2 separate regions of the Drosophila melanogaster genome follow, and region 2 is linked to region 1. Evidence: chromatin contacts called from public targeted proximity ligation data. All regions are on one chromosome and are shown on one strand. The core of a region is the stretch at or near the end of the contact, and the rest is flanking DNA. Distances in the headings are between cores, read along the strand shown.

Region 1 (7,526 bases), core at 3,611-6,110:
GGCGATATATGCAATTTATATACTTTGGTATTAACACACTTGCCTATAAATATATATTAAACATATATTTATATATGTTTATGTGAAATGTTTGTATGTACAAACGAACAGTTACCGAGCAGAGCCAACAAAACGATTGACATACATACAGACACAAACGCACACACACCGCCTGCACACACAAATATACAATCTATATATACGGCACATATATATTTGTACGCTTGTAAGCACAGGGGGAGGGACGCAGGGCGGGGGGCGGCACGGATGACGACGTTTGGCTTTAGCTTTATTTTTTGTAGTTGTTTTTGTTGCTCGGCTGGCGGCGTGGTGGAGTATACTACCGCTGTTGTTGCTGGTGTTGTTGTTGTACTTTTTGGTACAGGAGCGTGTTTTTGCGCTAGTGTTTGTCCCTGTGTGCGTGTGTGTGCCGCGCTTGCTTGCGTATGTGTGTGTGTTTTTTCTGCTGCTATGTTGGATCTCACCTTACTTTTCAATATTCTAGGTTTCTTTCAAACTAAAGACGATTTTCAGCGGCATTTAGCATTGTTTTTGTTACTTGGCGGCACTTACATTCACATTTTCCCCTCACAATCGGCAGGTTGTTGTTTTGTTTCGCCTCCCTTTTGGTCCCTTGATCACAATAAACAAAAAACAGAGCTGCCAATAAATGAAAGATCGTTTTCTTTACGAAATAACCAGGGAAAATCCGAAAATTTTGCGTGGGGTTTTTTTAATTGGAGAAAAAAAACTGAGCAGAAAGAACGCCGAAGGCGGAGACACAAGAGACGAGGAACGAACAAGCAGGCAAGGCAAACTGGAAATGTGTGAGGCGGAAAAAGCAAAAACAGAGTTGCAACGAACAGCAGGGCGCGCGCAGGGTTGCACGGCTTATCGGTTATCGATTACCGGCCATCGATAGTGAGCCACCCAAAGGTGCCAATTGCTGATTTCGCAATTAATTTTTAATTTAATTCATATTTTCGCTCATTTTCCTTCTCTAGTAACGGTAATAGCTTTTACATTGCCGGCTATGGAGAGGGCTCTCTTTCACTTGAACGCCTCTCAAAAATAGCGAATAAGCGTGTGAAGCGCATGGCCCGCACACATGGGCCTTTGTGCATGTGTGTGTGTGTGCATGAATGGAATGGCGTGGAATGGGAGGGAAAACAAATTTGACAATTGTACGCGCGCCACGAACGAAATGAACAAAACAAAACTGAAACGGCATTGCTTGTCGCCGGTTTTACTTTGATGGATTTATGCGAATCGGCATGTGCGGAAATTCAAACAGAGCGCGCGAAAAAGTCTAGATGGCTTTAAATATCGCAGATAAATATGGCAAATTGCAACTCCCCCGCCGCCGCACCCCTCTCACCAACACACTCACTCATACTAGCACACACACTAGCGTCTTAAACTGTATACTCATCACGATACTTTTGCTGATGCTTCTTCTTTCTCCTCCAACTTATTTCAGATTACGCTGTCCCTCTCTTTCGCACCCACGGCCCCGGGGTATATACAATCGTACATATCTATCTATATGTATACATACAACTAAATATGTATGTCCGTATGTAAGTCGCCCTATGCATGTGTGCGTGTGTGTGTGACTGTGCGATTTGGTCTATATGCAAGTACAAAATTTGAAAGTAACCCGCTTCTGGCGCATTTTCCATCCCCGTCCCCTGACCTCTGCCCACCCCCTCCCCCATGATCGACAACTTGGTAGAGGTCGAAGGGCATCCGGAGCAAGGAGCAAGCCACCTAACCAATCGCCATCATCATTAAAGACCCCGAACTCAAACCCAAACCCCAACTTTATGTTATACATACACGTGACCCTTTTCGATATCGAGTAAATTAGCCAATTCATATTTTCCAGTGCAAATTTACAAAGTTAAGCGGAAATTACTGTGGCAGTTGGGTCTTAATATCTTAGAGGTGAAGTCAATTGAATCGAAAGTAAAGATACAAGATACTAATTTAAGAGATTGATCGCATGTATCAAAAAGGACTTTACCACATTTCTTCTAATCAAGTGATTAAATTATAAGATATTAGGTATCAGAGTTTAGATAATCCTGTTGTCCGAGGACTTTCTCTAGCAGATTTCGGACTTTGATCAAGATTTAAGATCAATCTGTATTGGGATTGAATATCAAACCCAACTAAGAACTCACAATTGAAATGGAAAAATGTAACATTAGATACATTAAAAAAAAGAAGAAAATAACATAAAATTTCACCACAAATATTCGGTTTTGAGTCACTAATATTTTTCCAAGTAGTATGATTCACGTAAAGTACATTACGTGATAATAATAAATATAATTAGTATGCTAATAATTTACTTAAAACGTGTAACACTTATTTAAAAAACATAAATTTGGAAAAGCTTTAGGAAAAAATCATGTTGTAGGAATCTAAGGGATCTTTAAAGAATTCTATAATTATTTTTACGATCGACGTGTCAAAACCATGATCTAATCTCAATGATTCATTTCTAAATAACAATAAATCAGCAATACATGCATATGTTTAATGCAAAAACTCAAATATATACTATATCATATCAACTTGAGTATACAGTTTAGTTCTTTGGTGAAAAATCTACAATCTATGATGACAGCGTCATTGCGAGTTGGATTTTAACACATACATATGGAAACCCCATTATTAAACTCATAAATTCACATGGCAACAAAGAAATACAAAGCATAGTTAACAATCATTTGCTGTTTTTGACCTGAATTTCTCACCTTAATCATTCGCTGCAGGTTAACTTGGTTGGTTCAACTTATAGCCAGATAACTAAGGTGTGATCTTCAATCCTCGGCAGTCTCGTCCTCCTCGTCCTCGTTGAAGGACAGCTTACTACTGGCGGCCTTGGACTTCTTGCTCTTGGATGTGCTGGATTTTTCGGACTTCTTGTTGGTTTCAGATTGGGACTCTTTTTTCTCGATGTTGGGCTGCTTGACACAGTGTTTGAAGACTATTGGCTGCGTCAGATCCGCTCGCTTTTCGGCTAATTCTGGAAGATTGAAAATGGGAGTTAGTTATGGGTCAGCAATCATCTGTACTTATTATGATCGTAGTAAAGCGTGTAAGTAAACACCTATTTACAAGTTAAATGGAGTATTTAAGTTATATAAACTATCTTAGAATGAAAAATATTTTGGGGAAAGTAGTATGCACAAATTTAGGGAGAAAAATGCCAATACATATATCAAAGCTGATATAAATAAAATAAATTTAAAAATTGCATTAACTAAAAGGAATACAAGAAAGTTTTTGAAAATTGATCTGCTTATAAAATTGCCAGGAAGGTGACTAATATGCCAGCAATTCATTATTGGATTGGAAAATGTATCTGGGTTTTAAAAACTGCAGCATGACAAATGGGGAGGAGGGAGGTGTAAATCAGAACAAGCCACCCACCGACCCCCCCCTTTTCCAAGCAGCACCCACAAGATGTTTTTCTCGGCCCTGGGAAGCCCCTTCTCGCCCGACGCTCCCGCTTCACTCCCCCTCCCGCTCCACCCACTGATTCGCAACCCGCCCCCGCTGTTCCGCCAGCCCCTTCTTCAACGCCTACCCCCTCCCCGCAGCGCCTTTGCCACCGCCACCACGTCGTCAAGCCACTTTGGCCCGCTCTTTTCCTCTTTGCTCGCCTGCTTCGTTCATCATTGTCTCTCCGCTTTGCCCGCCTCCTTCATCCGTTCGTTCTTGCACACGTTGTTTTCACCCGATTTTCTGCGCTCTTCCAAGTGGGGCTGAAAGGGGCAGGGGGGCGAGCGGAAGAGGCGGACAAAGCGAGCGGCGGCAGCTGCTGTTGTTAACTTCTTTGCCGGCTGCTTTATCGCCGCGCCCGCTTTGCCAACGATTTTCATCACATGCTCTGCTTTGGCGGAGCCCCCAATGAAAATGTCAGTGTGTATGCCTCGTCGGCTAGCTGCTGCGGGTGTGTGTGTCTGTGTGAGGGGTGCTCCGCTGGGCAAAAAAGGGAATCTTTAGGACGGAAATGACCAAGATTGCCATGGCAACATAGGGCTTTAAAAAGATTGAAAAACCGAAGGTGCTTTTCGAAAAAAAAAACACATACTTCTTGCAACAAACTGCTGTTTTCGCACTACCGTTAGATTTTCATTTGGCAAAAATGCACAAGCACACGCGCGCACTCATACATAAGCAACGGTATATACGCAGTTATGTATATATACATATATGATTTAGATATATGTAACGCCGGGCAGAAGAAGACAACCGCTCGATTCTGACTGAAAAGTTAAACTGAAAGACAAACTACAACATCCTACCTACGCACACACGTGCAACTGCCGCCGCCGCCACCGTGGGCTATATGCATGTGTGTGTGCGTGTGCGAGCGTGTAAGTATGTATGTACTACAGCGATATGTATGTATGTATGCTTGTACATATGTACCGACCTTTGGAGGCCAACAGTTTCTCCGTTTTGGCCTCTTCGGCGGATAGATCTCCCGGCCTAAGGACGACCACCTGCGGCTGTTCGTCCTCCCGTGAATCTTCCTCAGAATCGTAGTCCTCCTGGTCCTGCGGATCCAATCGCTGACGCTAACCAATGGTTATATATCCGCATTAGAATGCTGCAGAGGCCTTCCCCGTAGAACTCACCTTGGTCTCTACGGTGGGTCCCTCCTTGTAGCCAATTTCAGCCTTCAACTTGGCCAGAAAACTAGGTTCTTGCGGCTTTACGTACGTTATGTTGCGCTTGGACATATCAGATATGGCGGCTATATCATTGCACTTCTTGACCGATTTAGCAGCGGTTTTTGCACTTTTTATTTACCACAAATGTCGATAAGAAAAACATATGCTTATCGAGCAGTGTGGGAAAGCGCGCGTTGACAATACTAAATCGATTTCAACTGCTATACTTTAAAGTAACGTAAGACAATTGTAAATCCAGTTTTAATAGTTATAATGTTAAAGTTTAAGCTTGCTCTTTTAATATTATTAGTCCCAATTTTTGAGTCCTTGATATTTATCGATAGCACCGATAAGTAACAGCTGTACTGCCGTGTGCATAGTGCTGCCTGAAAACCAATTGTAGATGGGCAGCACTGTTAGGCAAAAGCGGTTACTTTTTGAAAATGCTTACTGTTGATAAAGAGTTAATATTTCTTAAAAATTTCTATAAATATATAATATTTATCCTATTATTTTTGATGCATTTCTTTAAGTATCTTAAGTTCCCATTTCCAACTGGCATTTCCGCTGAGAAAACCGATTGCCCCGAGACGTGCCATCAATTTGCGAATCCTCGCTGCCAATCAAAAAATGGGCGCATAAAACTGTCGCATAACTTGCAAATTTTCCGCTTCACCTGGAATTCCGTGCTCCAAAACAGAAATTTGATCGCTTCTGACAGCAAAACAATACACAGCGGCATTCATCAACGTCAGTGGCTTCCATTTGCAATGTCGTATGCACAGACTCCTCCTCGATTGAAGCCCCCTATTCGTTCCTGGGAACATAATAAATCATCTGCAAATTGATTTCAAAACTTCGACAGCTAACCAAAAAAGAGCTGCCGAAAAAAAAAGGCAAATGAAAACTGCAGCAAAGCGGAGAAATTTTATGAGCTGCAGCATATGTTGGCAAAAACACAAATAGGATGCACTGAGAAAACAGCGTTTCATATATTTAGTTTAGTTATAAATAAAATACGTGAGAGGAGCTAAACAAAAGTTTTTTTTTTTTGGTTTTTTTTTTGCATAAACCCAAACAAATATCTGTAGACTGACAGATAGAGAAGAATTAAATTAGTGTCATATCCAGTGAAAAATATGACAATAAAACATAAATTTATATTTCAAATATATTCCTTTTGTTTTTCCGTGAACGAATTCCCCATGAAAAACTCCGATTTCTGCATTCTGGCACGCGGCAGCAGCTTTTCCCCCGAAGGATTTTCGTCGGTCCCCGAACTAATATCAAATTGATAGCTTTTAAATTTGATTTCGCGTCTTATCACCGACCGCTTAAGCGAACAGTTTCGGAGCTGCAGCCCCCAATCGCTACGCAATCCACAGCGATGGTTGGAAAAACAAATGGAGTGTGGCCGGGTGGAGGGAGCACCCCCTCATGCATTAAAAATGAGGATGGCAGGGCATTTGATGCTGTGCAAGTGCAACGTGGCGTATGCTTGTTGTGTTTTGTTTTGCTCGCTTTGCGTCCGCATTGAAAATACATTGAAAATGCCGGTGCAACACAAGTGTTTCGGCCTTGATACGGATACGATGCTATATGCTGGATATAGAGTCATCCATCCGACCGTCCCATTCAGAATCCATAGGCTTCAAGTCACATGCCGGCCAACTAATATCGAGCACTCTTGAGAACGCAGAGCCTCAGGAAAATGTTATCACAGTCTGCATCCGGCACGGAGTCCTCCGCCTCTGCCGAAGTGCAACTCGGCGATTCGGTTCAAATTCCGCTTTACAGTCTCTGCTCCTCGGCGCTCAGATGCTAGTCGGCATTTGGCGCGTGCAGTTCAGTTCAGTTCACTCGGTCGAAAATTGCCCGGACTCGTTTAATAGCGGAATATCGTTCTAAAATTAAACATTTCGCGGAGGCACTGAGAGAAAACTATCGCTCGAATCGCTAGTAATTCGGTAATTTTGCTTAGCAAAGCGAGGACCAGAAATAGGAAGAAAATATTTGTTAAAATAAAAAAAATAGTTGTCTAATGCCCAAAACAATAGTGTTGGAAAACAAATGAACAAATTTGTAAAATCCAAGATAGTATTGAAGAAAAAAAGAATTTTTTAAATATTCCCTTTGGAATTAGATAGGAAATAGATTGGATTACTAAAAATTATATTAAATTATATTCGTTTTATAGATACGTTTCCAAAATTTTTAAATTAAGTTTTTCGAATATTTGCTGGATTTTGACAGCTTATCAGTTACTAGCCCTTTAAATCCATAGGTTATTTTTTAGGAGCAGATAAGACCGTTTAGGATACCGAATGTTATCTCTTGGAATTCTCTTTGTGCAGCTGCCTGAGCTTCTGTGAGTCGATATGTGAGCCGCAGTGCCACAGTGTTTTAGGGACCACACTTGGTGATAACCGCCGTCCAGCGGCCCAGTGATAAGCGAGTGGTTCGAACTTCCGCCCCTCGCAGGCGATTGTCGTCTCGAGTCGAGTTGCTTGAACAGTTCTTGGACCAACATCCAGTTGGTGAGAAGTGCGCGAAACTAGACTGCCCTCGAAATGCGATTTATGCTGCTCATGCTGCAGCTGCTCGGCCTGCTGCTCCTCCTCGCCGGCGGAGTGCAGTCCGTCTACTGTCCGGCTGGATGCACCTGCTTGGAGCGAACCGTGCGCTGCATCCGCGCCAAGCTGTCCGCCGTGCCGAAACTGCCCCAGGATACACAAACGCTGTAAGTACTTCATGGACTTAAGATCCTCCTCCTCCCAAATCAATACATATATATCACAAGTGGGGTTTAGAAATATCGATATTTATTCAAAA
Region 2 (7,526 bases), core at 2,464-4,963, 130 kb before region 1:
CTCTCTAAGGCCGGCAAGCTGACAGTGCCGGCGATGAATGTCAACGATTCGGTGACAAAGACCAAATTTGACAACCTCTACAGCTGCAAGGAATCCATCCTGGACAGCCTCAAGCGCTCCACGGACGTGATGTTCGGTGGCAAGCAGGTCGTGGTCTGTGGCTACGGCGATGTGGGCAAGGGATGTGCTCAGGCTCTAAAGGGGCAGGTAAATGGCACCCACAACCATTAGTATGATATACCTTTGTCACCTTTTCAATCTCCAATCGTAGGGCTGCATTGTGTACATCACAGAGATCGATCCCATTTGCGCCCTGCAGGCCAGTATGGATGGCTTCCGTGTGGTCAAGCTGAACGAGGTGATCCGCAACGTAGACATTGTGGTGACGGCGACCGGCAACAAGAACGTGGTGGTGCGCGAGCACATGGACAAGATGAAGAGTGGCTGCATCGTATGCAACATGGGCCACTCGAACACGGAAATCGATGTGAATGGCCTGCGCACACCGGACTTGACCTGGGAGAAGGTGCGCTCCCAGGTGGATCACATTATCTGGCCGGAGGGCAAGTACATCATTCTTCTGGCCGAGGGCAGGCTGGTCAATCTGAGCTGCTCCAGCATCCCCTCGTTCGCCGTGTCTATCACCTCGGCCACCCAGGCCCTGGCCCTGATCGAGCTTTTCAATGCCCCGCCCGGACGCTACAAGTCGGATGTCTACTTGCTGCCCAAGAAGATGGACGAGTATGTTGCCAGCCTGCACCTGCCCACCTTCGATGCCCATTTGACGGAGCTGAGCGACGAGCAGGCCAAGTACATGGGACTGAACAAGGCCGGTCCTTTCAAGCCCAACTACTACCGCTACTAGGACGCAAGGCGGGCGGATGCGGACAATAACACCAGCAATTAGAAGAAACAACAACGCCAACGAAAGTATTGTCTTTGCGAAGAAGTAAAACTATTTAAAACAATTGTTGACACACACACACACGGAAAACACAAAAGGATACGGAAAGGAGAACACAAAGTTACTATTACCATTGTATTGCTTAGTTTAGCTCGAGCGGAATTCTTGGTTGCTTTTCGTTAGCATTTAAAGTCTTCGACATAGTATTTAGCACTCGCTTTAGCCGCAGGAGTATTCTCTCCGTTCACCTATCCAACATGACTCTCTAATCCCCAAAACTAATCTTGCCCCAAGAATTTATCCCCATCAACATTTTTTGTAGCCAGTTACTTGAATTTATTTTAAATACTTCGAACGCCTGTCAATCAGACTGCAGTAGCTCAAAAGACGCGATTAGTTCTCTAAATGTATACTTCTAATTCGGAATTGATAATATATTTAATGGGAATTGACTTGTATAATGGTTTCTAGCATATTTGCATTACATTTCTATAACTTTTTCGCGTGAAATCCATGTACATTTTAATGTTAACGACTTTCCTGACTAATCCCTTTTTTGAGCTACGACAGCTGGGCAATAAGTGATCGATTTAACCTCTCGTATTGTTTACGTACTTAATTTGTTAATGTTTATGGCCCCCGCTTATGATTATGATTATACTTTTGTACTTTCGTTTCGTCCCGAGAGCGTTAATGGAACAGCAGTGCAAGGTATTCCATTTATTCAATTATATACACGCTGGCATATATATCAGATCGAGAATTATATATATATATACACTGCATATACACCTAATATGTATATTAGAAAAAGTGAAAAATGTTTGTAAGAAATTTGTGAGAAACGCAAAACAATAAAAAAGGGATTCTTTATTGAGCAATTAGATCTGTTCCACTGATTGATTTCTCCCCCAGCAGCCCCGTCGAAATGAAAACCAGGAAAAGTTGCTTTCGTATTTTTCAGATGCATCACTCGTCTATTTCTCTTTTTATTACTCGGTACTTGCCTTAAACTTGTTATGTTTTTCTTTGATATTTTATAAAATGTAAACTACACGAGTTTGTCATAAAAAAAATCATACACATTATGTATTATAATCGATTTTTTTTTTGTAATTTTCCGTTCATCTGAACTATTCCTAAAATGCCGTAAAGTGCATAATGTGCAAACCCGTCCTAATTAGGGTAATGCTAAACACATGCGTCAACTAAATCTTAATCAAAGGTTGTGGAACAAACAAATCCAGGCGGAGCCGAAAGTTACAGGGGATTGGTAAACCAGGCTGGCGGAGAGGCATACACATATATTTGCATCTGGAGAGGATCGGAGGGCGGATCTGATCTAATCGAGAAAGTGCGGCTTGAGATGCTTCAGCATGCCAAAGGTGCGGAAGCGGCGGATCTTCATCACCTTCATCAGCTCGTCGTCGCAAATGGCGAACTGCTTGTTCTTGGGGTCGTACAAATCGCGCTCCTTGATGATGGCCCACACCTTCTTCACGACTTCGTGGCGCGGCAGGGAGGACTCTCCCATGAGGGCGCTCAGTTCCGGTGATAGATTGTATGCGCGTGTGAAGCCGGTGCTCTTACGTCCCGATCCTGTTCCCCCGGCCGCCTTGGCCTTCTTCTTGGCCGCCGGCTTCTTGACCACCTCGTAGTCCGAGTCCGAGCCGGCATCGCTCTCGGTGCCGGAATCGTCGGCATTTAGGGTCTTGCGCTTCTTCTTGGGCGCCTTGTGCTTCGTGGGCTGTGGCCTCTTCTTGGGGCTCTGCTTCTTCTTCTTGGCGGCCTCCTCCTCGCTGCTGCTGGGGTCCTCCTCCTCGCTGGGCTCGCTCTCATCGTCGGGATCGGCATCGGGATCCTTGCCCTCGTCATCGTCTTCGTCCTCCTCGTCCTGCTGCTCGTTGATCACCTCCATCACGATCTTGTCGAACTCCTTCTTGCGGCTCAGCAACGAGCAGTTCAGCTTTCCCTCCACCTGCTCGCGCACCCTCTTTGCCGAAATGGTCGCCAAATCGGCGTCCTTCAGAACCGCCTGAATTTCACGACGCAGGTCCTCGCTGGAGATGTCCGACATCTTGGTTCGTGGTGTTCCTCGTTTTCCTGCGCTACACGTAGGGGTTTCAGCCTGCGGGTCACATTGTGGGCATTTTCAGTTATTCCATTGTACGCACAACCTAATCCCAGTCATTTTCAACTTACCGGAGATCCGTTTTCGGTGGTATATTCACGTTTTTCCGGATTCTTTGCGGCGCTTAAAAAGACAAATCTTTTTCGTTTTTTCTTTACACCAAGTCCCGGCGTCTCTATAGGGTTGCTACTTGATGAGAGCTCCTATCGGTTTCGATTAATGCGGCAGTGCTGTCGAATCTAGCTAGATGACAGGTATGTGGAAGTTTACTTTACAACTGATTTCGACAACATTAAGGAATATGTATTTATTTTTTGTTTTTAAAAATTGCGATGCGTGTGTTAGATCCATTGCACTTCTTAATAATGAGGTTTTTTAAAAGAATACTGATTTATAAAGGCAATAAACGGTGTGGTTCGGTTTGGCAATGTCCAAAAATCTGTCTCACCGCCAAAGTCTTTAAATTATTCATCTAAAATTGATTAATGGATATGGTTTTACTTTTTCATATGCAGTTTAATATATGTTTATGGTTTTAATTTGCCTAACTTTGTACCTACTCTTGTATTTGCTTAAAGTGCTATCGATTGTCAATCGTCATTGATTCAAAATTGCATTGAATCTGGTCACCCCAAATCAGTACTAAGCTGTTGGCTTATCGATAGTTTCAGTTAAACATCGATTCTTGTACCAGCTCTAAAAACGTCGCGTATTTGTTAAAAACTTTGTTAAAATAATATTTAACAACCGACTTAAGTTCGCCCCGCGCCGACAACGCCTCTCCGATGTACAATAAGTTCTTGGCTTTAACGTTGGCCGTCTACGTGTCGCGATATTCGCTGCGATTTCAGCAGCTGCAGCAACAATAACAATATATATAAAAGATACCAGCAACAACTACAACACACACACACACACACACAACCACGGCAACAACAACAGCAACGTGCGCTGAGGTAATTTTGCTATTTTTTCTGCTTCTTTTTTGTTTATTTATATAAATGAGCGTGTGTGCGAGTTTAGTGCGTGTGATGTGCGTGAGATTCCCGTCCAAATTTGATTTTTGCTGCAATTCTCATGTAGGCCCCCTTTATTTAATTGCATTTATGTATATCTATCTGGTGCTTTTAATTCGCTTTTAGCCAGAGATTCGCAAGTTTTCCCATCTCTCAATGGCTCCTCTTCGTCGGTTTTCGCTACTCCGCTTTGTGCCGCTGCTTCGCGTCTTTGTTTTGCCGGCGTTTCGACGGCTTTTGTTGTCTTCTTTTGCTCGAGACTGCGACGCCCTTTTTCCAATTGGAATATTCGCTCTCCTTAACTTACGTTTTATGATTGGAAATAAATATTGAACTAAATAAAGAAATCTGTAGCGTACAGTATAACATATAACGCGAAATTTAAAAATTTTTTATACAGTGGTCTCTCGCATGAATGCAGTGAATTTTATAGGTGGGCTGACTGTACTGTGCCTCACAAATTTATTATTGTTTTTTATTATTTCTATTTCTACTGAGTCAGTTTCGTGGGCAAAAGGCATTAGATCCAGTAATTCTGTAAATGAATTACCCGGCAACGATAAAAGTGTTTGGTGAGATATGCACATACATACGTACATCAATACATACATATTAGTATGTAACTATAAAACTGATAAAAATACACAACTCAAGATAAGAGATTAGAGTGCATGTAACTTAATTCATTCTTTGTATAATTCAGCATCCAAAATGCAATGACCCGAGGGATATCTCTGAACATTATCAGTAGAGAGAAAATACTCAAACAATTTTAAATAACTTACATATTTAATACGGTATCTTTACACATATTTATGAGTGTTTTGTAACATTATTATTGGCCGATTTAAATATTTATTTATTGCAGCGGGTGTGCTTCGTGGTGTCAGGCATCCATTTATTATTTTTTGTTTGTTTCTTTTTTATTTATTTTATCTCGTTGTCACCGCACAGTGTCTGTCAAAAGTTTGTACCCGCTACCTGTTGCTATGTGCCGGCTACGAAAGTGATCGCTCATTTTTCGCAGGCAGTGTGGAAAACAGATTTGAGATTTCAGTGTTTTTTCAGACCAATTATATGTTCTTGGCATAGTTTTTGTTTTTCTTTTTACCGATCTAACATTTCTCATTTAAGTAATCACATAAATTATCGCAGATTTTGAAATCAGGCGACGAAATAGGCAGTTTAAAAAGTATTTTTTCATTTTAATAGATCCCTTAGGAAAAATATATTTAATTATCACTTGAGAAATATGATGTTATTATTTGTATATAACATTACTAAATAAAATAAATTGCAGTTAAGAATGGTTTTCATTAATAATTATAATCTAAATATTTGGTAAAAACGAAAAAAAAAGTAAAGGAAATAATGGAAATCTCTTGAAGTTTCCCGCTGTTTCGAATCATTTTTGTTTATAGCTGCTTTAAAACTAAATGCTCGCTGTGCCGTTTCGTCATTATGAAACGACGTCAAAGTAAAAGCAGCAAAACTTTCGCATGGTGAAAAATGTTTTCCAAATTCCCGCCGCTGCTCCTGCCCCGGAAAAAAAGGGAGAAAGACTTTTTTCGCCCACGCCGAAAATTCTGACGCGCTCGATTTGTGTTTGTCTTGCTGCCGTGTTCCCATACTTTTTATGCTACCCGCTAATAATTTATGCACAAAAATCGAGAAATAAATAAGCAAAGCTGCATTAAGGCGATCCAAAAGTGAGTGTGTGTGGGGTGGTAGAGGGGAGTTCTTGGTGCACAGTGGGCCATAAAAGTCGTCCCACTCATAACTCAGGTGCCAACTATTTGTCTGTGACCCTGGACGAGGTGCTTGACTGCGGCAACAATTAGATTCGAATGGATGTGCATGTATCTTTTTATGCTTCTAGCATGTGCACCATAAAAGTGTGCAAACGCCGAAATTCGCCAATAAATTCCCTTTTTTTTCGGTGCACTTCGTTTGGCCCTGGCATTGCACTTGCAGCATGGAAAGTGTGGAAATTGTGCAATCGCCGCAAATGGAAAACTCACATGGGCGATATTTTCGCATGAAATACGCTTCACTTTGTTTACGACAAGTTTCCAATGCAAGAGCGAGGAATCGAACGCTTTAAACCGAAAAAGATTTTGCCATAGATACAGTGGCCAAAAACTCAAATACAAAGTATTCGAAAATTAAAAAAAATTTATTTAAAAATTCTTACTAAGATGTTTTTGCTATTCAAGTACTAATTAAGTGACTAAATAATGTTACGTATAATAGCTCAACAACAATGTCCATGATATGCTGGTATCCACTGTATTAAAGGGGGGGCTGGTAATAGTTGTGTGACTAAAGGCGTCATAAAACAACACGCCCACAACCATGACACAATCGAAGATGATGCCTGGTGATCCGCCGCCCATTCGCGCGATTTTCCCCGGGGCTCTGAAAATGAAAAGCCTTTTGACGTTTGCGCCCAATTTGGCCATAAATTTGAGAAATGATTCCCAACTAAATTCTGCACTTGTCAGTCGGGCGAAGCAAGAATTTTGTGTCGCTAAATCAAAACGAACGACAGCGAAAATCAGAGCTGAGTCAATTTTATTATTTTTAGTTGCTGCTTTCGGTATGTGCTTTAATGTTATACTTTTAAGCGTATATTTCTATTTGCGAATAATAAGAAATATATATATGGGCGCTATATTTAACCCAATTAGTTGAGGCGTTCTAAATTTAAATCTGCGATTTACTTTGATTTTCACTCGCCTGCATTCCTCGGCCGCAAATCAATCGAAAGAGCAAATTCGATGGGGATACTGATCGGGGATTAGTCATGCAGGTGGTTTTTTCACTGAAACTTTTGGCCAATTGATTTTGAAATCAATTCGCAGCTCGGTATGTGTTTAGATTCTGAACGAATCATAAATTATATTTTATGGCTGGAATCGATTCCCCCACGTCCAATTGCCCAATTTGTGAATTTGTTTATTGGCAAAAAATTATGCTGCGATCTGGCGAAAGTTATTTCAGAGACGTTGCTTTTCAAGGTCGTCGAAATGTTTGCAAAGGATTTTTGCAGTTAAGATCTCTGCTTTGGATGCTGGCCAAATAATAAATATGATTTTTTTCGCATTTTTCACTTGGCATATCTTTTTGTTGCTCCTTGCGAAAGGGGATGGGGCTTGGGGCATAAATAGAAGGTGCTGGGGGTTGGGGACTGGAAAATGAAATGGGGAAATATATTTTATGAAGTCAGTCGTAAATAAAATATACTTAAAGTGTACAGGCTATATTCAGATAGGAGGACTGATTGGGTTAAGATGCTTTGAACTTTAAGGGGCTATATTTGCTGACTGCCTAACTAGTTTTGGGGATAATGGGACTATGAGTACAAAAAATCTGAGTCATGTTCATATAATCCTATTTGGTAAAAATTATATACTAGGTATCACTTAAAAGACCATTAATTGCTATATGGTGACAGCCAAGGATTCGCCACCAA

Evidence for each region.
Region 2: a targeted proximity ligation map of the Kc167 cell line shows a contact between it and region 1, with 7 times the contacts expected there. A contact is called at or near these places in 39 of 107 Hi-C or Micro-C datasets (the D17-c3 cell line, the Kc167 cell line, the ML-DmBG3-c2 cell line and 17 more) and 4 of 7 datasets of targeted methods (the Kc167 cell line and the S2 cell line).

The regions. Positions count from the first base shown.
Region 1 is chr3L:2,629,049-2,636,574 of dm6, reverse strand. MEP-1 (MEP-1,) reads right to left here and starts at 4,860. Exons shown (of 9, transcript NM_167959.2): 1 at 4,659-4,860; 2 at 4,454-4,598; 3 at 2,766-3,037. CG42245 reads right to left here and starts at 4,860. Exons shown (of 9, transcript NM_001144404.2): 1 at 4,659-4,860; 2 at 4,454-4,598; 3 at 2,766-3,037. The coding sequence starts at 4,763. The coding sequence ends at 2,832. It overlaps lncRNA:CR45660 (long non-coding RNA:CR45660), which reads left to right and starts at 5,882. Exons shown (of 1, transcript NR_124764.1): 1 at 5,882-6,741. It overlaps Pxn (Peroxidasin), which reads left to right and starts at 6,511. Exons shown (of 10, transcript NM_206255.3): 1 at 6,511-6,661; 2 at 6,991-7,434. The coding sequence starts at 7,265.
Region 2 is chr3L:2,762,723-2,770,248 of dm6, reverse strand. It overlaps Mrtf (Myocardin-related transcription factor), which reads left to right and starts at 3,713. Exons shown (of 5, transcript NM_001259651.3): 1 at 3,713-3,991. Non2 (Novel nucleolar protein 2) reads right to left here and starts at 3,250. Exons shown (of 2, transcript NM_139488.4): 1 at 3,107-3,250; 2 at 1,857-3,032. The coding sequence starts at 2,981. The coding sequence ends at 2,247. AhcyL1 (Adenosylhomocysteinase like 1) reads left to right here. Exons shown (of 3, transcript NM_139489.2): 2 at 1-207; 3 at 272-1,783. The coding sequence ends at 865.